Linked DNA regions of Mus musculus: region 2 is linked to region 1. A link is a contact called in public promoter capture Hi-C data. All regions are on one chromosome and are shown on one strand. The core of a region is the stretch at or near the end of the contact, and the rest is flanking DNA. Distances in the headings are between cores, read along the strand shown. Region 1 holds the start of Yipf6 (Yip1 domain family, member 6). Region 2 holds the start of Efnb1 (ephrin B1).

Region 1 (4,529 bases), core at 587-3,086:
CTCCTAGTTAACACAGTAAGCCCTGTCTACACATGCATGCGTGCATGCGTACAAACTTGCACACGTACTTAAACACATCACAGGCATTACAGAACGGGGAACAGTCTGGAGTAAAGGGAAACTAAGAACAGCTAGGTAACCTGTAACTATGTGGCAGGAGGCATAATGTTTGCATTAGTTTACATATTTTCACTATTCTGTGGTGAGCTTCATCATTTTCCGAACGTCTAAACTTGGGTTTAGAGAGACTTTACTCAGGGTCACAACTGATCCATAAGATGGCCCAAATGACCTTATCCCTTCAGTGCTGGAGATTGGACCGAAAGGGTCTTACGTATGTAATGCACTCTCTTTCCCGCTGAGCTCCAGCCCCAGATTCAATATCCTCCTTTACAGTTTCATTCCTGGTGCCTAAAAGACTGCCTGGAACACTCTAGATGCTCGAGAAATATTTTTGCTGAAGAGATGAACAAATAGAGCTAGTAAGCAGAAGAGCTGGGACTTGAACCAAGTTCCCTTGCCTCTCAGTTCAGTTCTCTGTTACGCTGCCAATTTAAAACAAAAGAAATGAAAGCAGTTACTGAGCAAACAGTATATAAGCAAATACTGTTTGGGAAGAAGAACGACAGGGCGTAACAACGACTTCCTTATACTCCTCCACTCATGACTGTATTAGGCACTTCATAGAAGTTATGCCATTTTAAAGGCAGGTACCTTCTTTTCAGTTTAAGAGTCAAAAACACCCTTCACTGAAACGAAATGCTCAAACTCACAAAAGCTTCAGTGCGAATGCACTCTAGCTCACATGGGGTTAACTGTGAAGCCAGTGTTCTTAAAGCAGTATTGGTGGCTCTTAGTGACATATGTGTCATGAAGGGGATAGCAAGCACCTGCAAATAATAATTAGCTGCTTTGAGTCACCCACCGGGCAAGTAAAGGTTCCGGTTACAACCAATAAAACGACAACGTCCTGTGAGAAGCAGTTTCATTACTTGTGTAGTACTTCACAATGACTGGTGACAAGTCGTGATAAATGACAGCGATAGAGGATACTTCAGAAACCACTCCAAGCTCGGCATTTAACTCACTGTCAAAGAACCCCTAGAGTGTGGACAGACAGCGGAGAGTCTCAGAAAGGCACAGAAGGCCAGCGAATGGAAGGGAGATGCAGCTAACTCAAAGACCAGGTGTAGTGTCAGCTGGTTGTAGACGCCAAGGGCCTGCAAAGCCAAGAAGCTCTGGCTCTCTGATCCCGAAGCCTTCCCGACTCGCTTCCCGGGAGCTCTGCCTCGCCCTCAGTCCCTTCTGCCACTGTCCTCTTAACTCACCAGGGGCTTGGATGCCGCTGCCTCCTGTTCTCCCGGAGAGTCCTCCGCTTCCGCCATCTTGATAAACCTCCAACTGCTCCCCTCCCATGCGTCTCTGCGAAACCTGAGACGTGGAGACCGGGGCTGGTCAGCGCGCGGTCGCGTTAAGACGGCGTCACCGCCGGCGCCTGAGGCTGGCTGCTGCGGCGCCCAGCCGAGTTCCGGTGCTCCGGTAGCCTCCGAGGCTCGAGCGCGAGCCTATTTGCTCACTGTTTGGGGACGCAGTTTCGCTAGGGGGCGCTCCGCCTTCCACGCCCACTGAGAGTGCAGGCTAGAAGCGCCGGCTCGCCCAGCGGTGCCCCAGGCTCCAGCAAACTCCCAGCCGAACCCAATGGAGCCCAGTGATGCTCAGCTGAACCCAATCGAGCCCCGTGATGCTCAGCCGAACCCAATCGAGCCCAGAGGCCCCAGCCAAACTTAGCCGAGCCAAGTGGCATTCAGCCGAACCTAGCTGAACTTAGCCGAACTTAGCGGAACCTAGCGGTACACAGCCAAACACAATCGAGTCCAGAGGCTCCCAGCCAAACCTAGCAGAGCCCAGAGGTGCACAGCCGAACCTAGCCGGACACAGCAGAGCCCGGCAACGCACAGCGGAATACAATGGCGCTCAGAGGCGCCCAGCCGAACCTAGTAGGCACACAACCAAACCTAGCCGAATGAAGCCGAGCCCAATGGAGCCCAGAGGCTCCTGCTAAACTTAGCGGAGCCCAGTAGCGTTCAGCCAAGCCCAGCAATGCACAGCCGAACTTAGCCGAACCCAGCGGTGCACAGCCAAACACAATCGAGCCCAGAGGCTTCCAGCCGAACGTAGCAGAACCCAGAGGTGCACAGCCGAACCTAGCCGAACACAGCCGAGCCCAGCAGCGCACTACCGAACCTAGTCGGCTCACAGCCGAACGCAGCCGAGCCCAGCCGCTCACCACCGAACCTAGTCTGATCACAGCCTGACACAGCCGAACGCAGCCGAGCCCAGAGGCGAACAGCCGAAGCTAGTCGGTGCAAAGCCGAACGCAGCCGAGCCCAGCCGTGCACCACCGAACCTAGTCGGATCACAGCCGAGTGTAGCCGAACGTAGCCGAGCCCAGCGGGCACCGCCGAACCTAGTCGGATCACAGCCGAATGCAGCCGAGCCCAGCAGCGCACAGCTGAACCTATCTGAACGCAGCCAGCGGTGGCCTGCGGCACAGAGCCACACCTAGCCGAGCCCAGACAAACGAAGTCGAACGCATCGGCGTTCAGCCAAGCGCTGCCGAGACCAATGGCGCCCAGTCGATCCCAACCGAACCTAACCGCACCCAGCTGAGAGTAGGCTATCCCACCACCAGCGCCACTGCGGAGCAAAGCGGAGCACTGTGGATCCAAAACGCGCCCAACTAGGACCATCTGAAAGCAGCTGAGACTAGCAGCGCTTGACAGAACCAGTTCACCAGAAGTGGCTCTGAAGTGCCATTCCTCGTGTCCCCAAGAAAAAGGCCTCCGACTTCAAGTTGAAGAACCTGATCCCCTTGTCTACTGCCGTCCTTGCCTTACTAGTTCCCTGAGCTTCATAGCCAGCTTCCATCTCCTTCAAATCCTCAAACCTTTGTATTGTCTCCCCACAGGTCCTGCACAATTATTCTCTCTTTCATCTCCTATCAAGTGGGAGAGCTTCACTCCACTAACTTCCCAAAACCACTACAACTTTGAAGTTGCTAAGCTACTTGGTGGCAAGTACTGAAAATGTCCTTGATCAGTAGAGGCTCCTGGGGTGGGTAGTAGGCGGGGAATGGGTAGGAGTCAGCTACTGTAACCAAAAAAAAAAAAAAAAAAAAAAAGAAAGAAAGAAAAAGAAAAAAAAGAAAAAGTTAAAACAAACAAACAACAACAAAAAAACCACCCCTGCCGGGACCAACTTTCACCCCTACCTCATCCTGGCAAACAATCAAGATGTTTCTGACTCCTGGTTGCTCTGACTCACCTCTTACCCAAGGCTCCAGTGAGGTCAAACAAGAGAGCCATTGTTGGCATCATCAACATTCTCCCTATGCAGTAAAATGCACTGCTTTATATATTTGGATAGGTAATTCAGAAAGGAACCCAGGGAATAGATGGGAGGAGGAGATACGTGGACTGTGGAAAGCCAGACTTCCCAGAATAAGCTTCTGGGGATGGCTATTAGTTATTTTACTTAAATATTAGTACAGTAATTCTCCTTCAAACCAAGTAAAATTTCAGTCCTTAAACAAACACTCGTGGAAGTGATAACAGAGTTGAGGCTTTGCCAGGGCTGTGGTGCTTGCTTGGAGTCCCAAAGGCAGGAAGACTGTTGCTACTTTGAAGCCAGTCTAGTCTACATAGAAAAGTTCAGGCCGGTCATGGCTACTTGGCAAGACCTCCTCTTAAATCTTTTAGGCTAGTTGATATGAACTCATTTTAATTACAAGAGGCATGCAAGGCACGACAGCCCAGGGCAGCTAGGAATGATATCACTAAGGGGTGGCAGGATCATCCTGGGGTACACAGACAGACTCTTACAAACCAATTATAACAACAGCAAAAATGTCTTATACAACTGCTTCAAGGACAGCCTTAGGCTCTCCATCCTAATCCTTCCTCCTGCTACCCCTCTCCCATGTCTCCCACACTTATCCATTCACTCAAGTTCCTTCCTACTTCCATTGGTAACTTCTAGTTTCTTGCCAGCCTCCAACATTAGTTCCCCCCCCCCCCCACCTGCAACCCAGTTTTCATCTCTAACCTCAACTCTTAGCATCTTTACCTTTCTTTAAAAATGTCATTGATGCTGAGTTAAGAGAAGGAAAGGCCATAAAACAAGCCAAGACATTTTCAGGATACCTAAGGATTATTTCAAACTCTTGGTGTTCCCTGTTCTCAGTTAACTAAGTGATACTGGCTGGATGTGATGCTTTGAGTTGACAAAAGAAAGGTTGTGAAAAACAAGGGTGGCATAAAAACTCTTAAAATAGAAACTTTCTGGTTTTCATCAAAATGTTATCTTCCCAAAGTACTAAACGAATCCAGTATCCTATGTCAGCTATATTTTATTGGTTTTGAGACAGGGTCTCTTATTCAGTCTGGCTTCAAACTCCTTATGTTGTGTGGATGACCTCAAACATCTGACCCTTCTTTCTCTGTCTCTGGAGTGCGAGCAGGTGTAGGCCA
Region 2 (4,263 bases), core at 1,238-3,737, 200 kb before region 1:
TCACCCTTACATCGAAGAACTGGGCACTTCACAAGCTCTTCCCATGGGCTTAACAGTCTAGAGGGTTCCCCCAAACCATTTGAGCCCCAGCAGTGAAGGCACGGTGACCAAACAGGCTTCTGAGTAAGGTAGAAATCCTGGCCAGTCAGCCCCTTTCCTTGTACAGAGGCAAAAACCTCTATCCTGACCCTACTTTAGCCAAGGATCAGTAATGGGATCCTACCTTAACCCAAGGAGAAAACAAGAAGACCTCTTCTCTCACTTTCATCCCTGGGACTCGAGGGGCTAAGGCAGGCAAGAACCTAGGAAGTTAGCAGAGAGCCCACAAGAGTGGACAGGAGGAAATTCCAGAAACAGGAATCTGGGAACAGGTCAAGCGCCTCCCCCTCCCCCTCCCAGGTTTCCACTAACTGTGTTGTCCACAACTGGACTGCCAGAAAATGAGAAGAGAGATTACAACCCTGAGTTCCACGGTGAGTCCTAGATGCCAAAAGAGAAAAAGGTCCAGAGGTCACAACAGCCTAAGCTACTCCCCACCAACAGCCCAGAAACCACTGAGCCACCGCCCTGAAAGGTGTGTGTTGTTTAGAGATGGGAGGGGGCAGAGTTAGGAAGGAGAAGGAGAAGAAAGAAAAGGGCCTCCTTTATATCACTACCCCCAACCATAGGAGAAATCTAAGCATGGCTCTCCAGTCCTTGGGGGGGGGGGGGTTGGACCTGCCTGGACAGGAATCACACGTTCCCCACCCACCTCCCTCGCTGGCTCCACTACCATTCTCAGCCCTGATAGCTCTAGAAGCTCTGGTGCCTAGCTCAACTGGACCCCCGACGGGCACTGGATCGAACCCCCTTCTCAAACAAACCCTCTTCCACTCCGCCCTTCTCCACCCGCCGCCTTTGTGAGCCTGGAAGCAGCGCCCGCCTTTCTACCTCCCCGGCAGAGAGAAATGGGGGGGGGGGGGGAGTGTGCAAGAAGAGACGGCAAAGAGAAAGACAGGGAGGCAAACAGACAGGGAAGAAAGACAAATGAAAATGGGAGAAGCTGGAGAAGATATACAGATGCTGCCACTCGCCCCGGGGCGCTAGGTCCTGAGCCGCCCTGACACCTAAGCAAATGAGGAACCTGTGTTCTGGCCTGGTCCCTTGCTCAGGTCGATCTCACCCCTGGAGTGGCTGTGAGTGAAAACCACCACGTTCCCAGAGGCCCTGGAGTGGGCTGCTTACTCGCCCCCACCCAGCTCTCGGGTGCGCTCTGGAGCGCCCAGACATTCTATATCTGCCTGGTGTGACCAACAGACGCGATCCGGACTTGAGAGTAGGGCCAAACCGAAGGATCGAAACGCAGCTAAGTGCCCCCACCCCACCCTTCCGCACCCTACCCCGACTGCCCGCAAGAAAACACTAGAAAAGGCCAGATATAAAATAGGGCGCCGCACCTCCTACGGACAACCCCCCCCACGCACTTGGGGGTGCACGACCTCACCCCGAAGAAGTGCCTCCCACCCCCAGGGACCAGAGTAGATAAGTTACTCACTTAGGGTTAAGAGAGCTCCAGGACACGGGCTCCAGGTTCTTGGCCAACGGCGTGGCAAGCCGGCACAGCGTCAGCACGACCATAGCCACAAGCCACTTGCTGAGCCAACGCTGCCCAGGCCGGGCCATTTTCCCCGGGGCAGAATGCACTTCAGGATCCCCTAGCGCCTCCTCAGCAAAGCTCGCCTCGCCTGCCCGTGCCGCGCAGCGCTCGGAGCCACTCAGGCGCCCATCCTCCGCAGCCGCCGGCCTTGAAGCACTCCCCTCCCGCTGGCCTCGGGGTCGCTCTCCTTCGCCCGGCTGGCCAGGAGGACTCACTGGGCAGGCGTCCCCAACCCGCGCATGGGCTGCGGCCTCCGAGGACTTTCTTCCCTGGCCTCTCCGCCGCACGAGGCGCGACGGGGGCTCGCCGCCCCCGAGTGATCCCGCCGGATTCCGCTCGGCTCTCCCAGATTGTTTGAGACTGCAAGTCCTCTCCCCGATCGGGTCTCCCTGAAGAGCGCTCAGTGGCTGCCCCGACGCCTCGACCGTCCTGGGATTGACGCCTCTGGGAAGAAGAGGCGGGTTGTCTCCCAACAATGCGAGCTCGGTCCCCAGGCTCCCGACTGGGTCCCCCTAACACGGACTCCGTTCCTCCGGGCCACAGTGGGACTCCGCGCCGGCGCGTCCCACGACAGCTTCTACTTTAGCACCGGCCCTTCTCAGTATACTTAAAAGGCTAGTACGGCCCTGCCGAGCAAATCAGTCCCGTCGATTTGCACCTCTGAAGCCTCGGCCGGGTAGCCCGGCAGCCCGGTCGCCAAGTCCTTAATCCCCGGCGATTGAGCCCGAGTGTCTGCAGTCAGTGCGAATCACACACACCCCCCACTGCTGTCCAGCGCGCATAGACTCCCTCCGCTGCCGCTGAGCTTTCTACTCTCCTGCTCAGGCGAGCACAAGGCCAACCCTGCTCCTTCGAACCAATAGAAAGCTCTGTGACGGGGTCCTTGCCCCATACCACGCCCACAGAGCAGGAAGGGGTGGGGCTTCGGGGAGCTCATAAGGACGCTGCTCTCTCGATGGCACGAATCTGAATGTGCGGCTCTTGCGGTTATGCCTCTGTCCCGCTTAGTCTGGTTCCCAGGGAGTTCTAGGGAAGTTGGCGCTTCCCAAAAGCTGCTGGCCTGCTCTCATGCACACCCGGTCAGCACCCGGCCCACTGACCTAGAGCAGACAAACCCTGTCCCAAGTACCTCCAGAAAGCACCGTCCTTGTGTTCTTTTTATACACACAAACACACCCCACATGCGCATACTCGCGTACCAGCCCCAGAATCCCACTCGGTGCCCACTTCTGTCAGCCTGCCTGCTCCCAGTCCAGTCACTACCTACACTCTGTTGGACCCCGTCTTCCTGTCCTCGTAATGCACTCCTTTTTTGCATTGACCACGACAAGAGTCTATTAGACTATTAGAGGTTAGAGCTATGGGCAGTGGAGACTCAGAAAAAGTATTGTGTCCAAAGGGGAGGAGGAATTTATTTGCATCTAGTGAACCAAGCCTTTAAAATTTTCATCTTCGAGAGCGAGCCCTTTGAGACCCTCCACCCCAAACTCCAGGCACACAGATTTAGTCAGTCCTGTCTGAAGGCATACGAAAGGGCCAGGAGCAGGCAAGTAGGGACGAGAGGTCACAAACTGTACAGAAAGCTCTAGGACAGGGGAGAAAGGAGCAGAAGAGAAGCCTTTTGAAAGAGCAAAAGCAGGCATCTGGGCCCTGAGATTCCGGACTCCAGCCTTTCCCGGCCTCGGCCTCACCATCTGGGTCTTTGTCTCCCAGCACTGGCCCATTCTCTCCGCCCCTCCTTGTCTCTTTGCTTATAATTTGGCTCAATCCCATAGCTCAGACCCTCCCGGTCTGACCTACTCGCTTTTCTCAGGTCCCAGCGGACGTACCCACGTGCTAATGTCTCCCCCTGCTGGCCTTCTATAGACTTGCGGGCTCCCGGGATAAGCGGAGGCCTCCCACCTAGAGCCTGCTGAGCAAGTCTGGCACTCAAAGCGCTCAGAGGTAGGCATGGCAGTAGCAAGAGCCGGCCACTGGCCACTCATGTAAGAAAGGTGGGAAAGATCTGGGCTTGGGGACTTCAAAGGTTAGAAAGGCTTCCTATATTCGCGCCCCTCCTTTTTCTCCTCCTCGCTGCCTCCTCTTTTCTTTTTGTAATGAATCGGGTTCTAACTTTAGACTTACTAGGCAAGGTAAGAAGGACCAAAGAACCAAATTCCAGTTCCTTCTTGTTGCTTCTCTATGGAGATAACGGTCTGAGCCCCATCCTTTAGGGGCTTTGCCATTTATGAGTTCCATGTCCATTCTTGAGTCCTTCACTGCATCATCTAATCATCTCTGTCGTTCTAGTGGGGGCATCTATGTGGGGTTCTCCCACCTTTGGAGCCAGAGACCTTGCAACATTCAATGGCTCTGGGTACACACTCTAGGGCCTTTGTTTTCCCAATTGGACTCTGCACTGGGATGCAAGCAGAACAAGGAGAGATACAAATAAGGTAGAAAGACACACCAGCAGTCCACCTGAGACCCCTGCCATCAAAGGACTTCCAGATGTGAATCTAGAAAGCAGCCAGCTGCTTACAAAGTCCCTACAAGGCATCACGGACCACTGCGGATGATTTTCTTTCACCATCCTTTGAAATCAGTTCTGCTATCCCCATTTTTACTTAAAGAGGGAAACTAAGGCT

What was found. Capture Hi-C pulls out chosen DNA fragments and counts their contacts.
Region 2: a promoter capture Hi-C map of adipose tissue shows a contact between it and region 1. The contact joins the promoter of Efnb1 here to the promoter of Yipf6 in region 1. A contact is called at or near these places in 1 of 39 promoter capture datasets (pre-B cells), 4 of 484 Hi-C or Micro-C datasets (CD4 T cells, natural killer cells, regulatory T cells and 1 more), 2 of 115 datasets of contacts at active chromatin or transcription factors (memory CD8 T cells and trophoblast stem cells) and 1 of 9 other capture datasets (adipose tissue).

What each region holds. Positions count from the first base shown.
Region 1 is chrX:98,935,088-98,939,616 of GRCm38.p6, reverse strand. It overlaps Yipf6 (Yip1 domain family, member 6), which reads right to left and starts at 1,836. Exons shown (of 7, transcript NM_207633.2): 1 at 1,329-1,836. The coding sequence starts at 1,385.
Region 2 is chrX:99,134,285-99,138,547 of GRCm38.p6, reverse strand. It overlaps Efnb1 (ephrin B1), which reads right to left and starts at 2,487. Exons shown (of 5, transcript NM_010110.5): 1 at 1,535-2,487. The coding sequence starts at 1,662.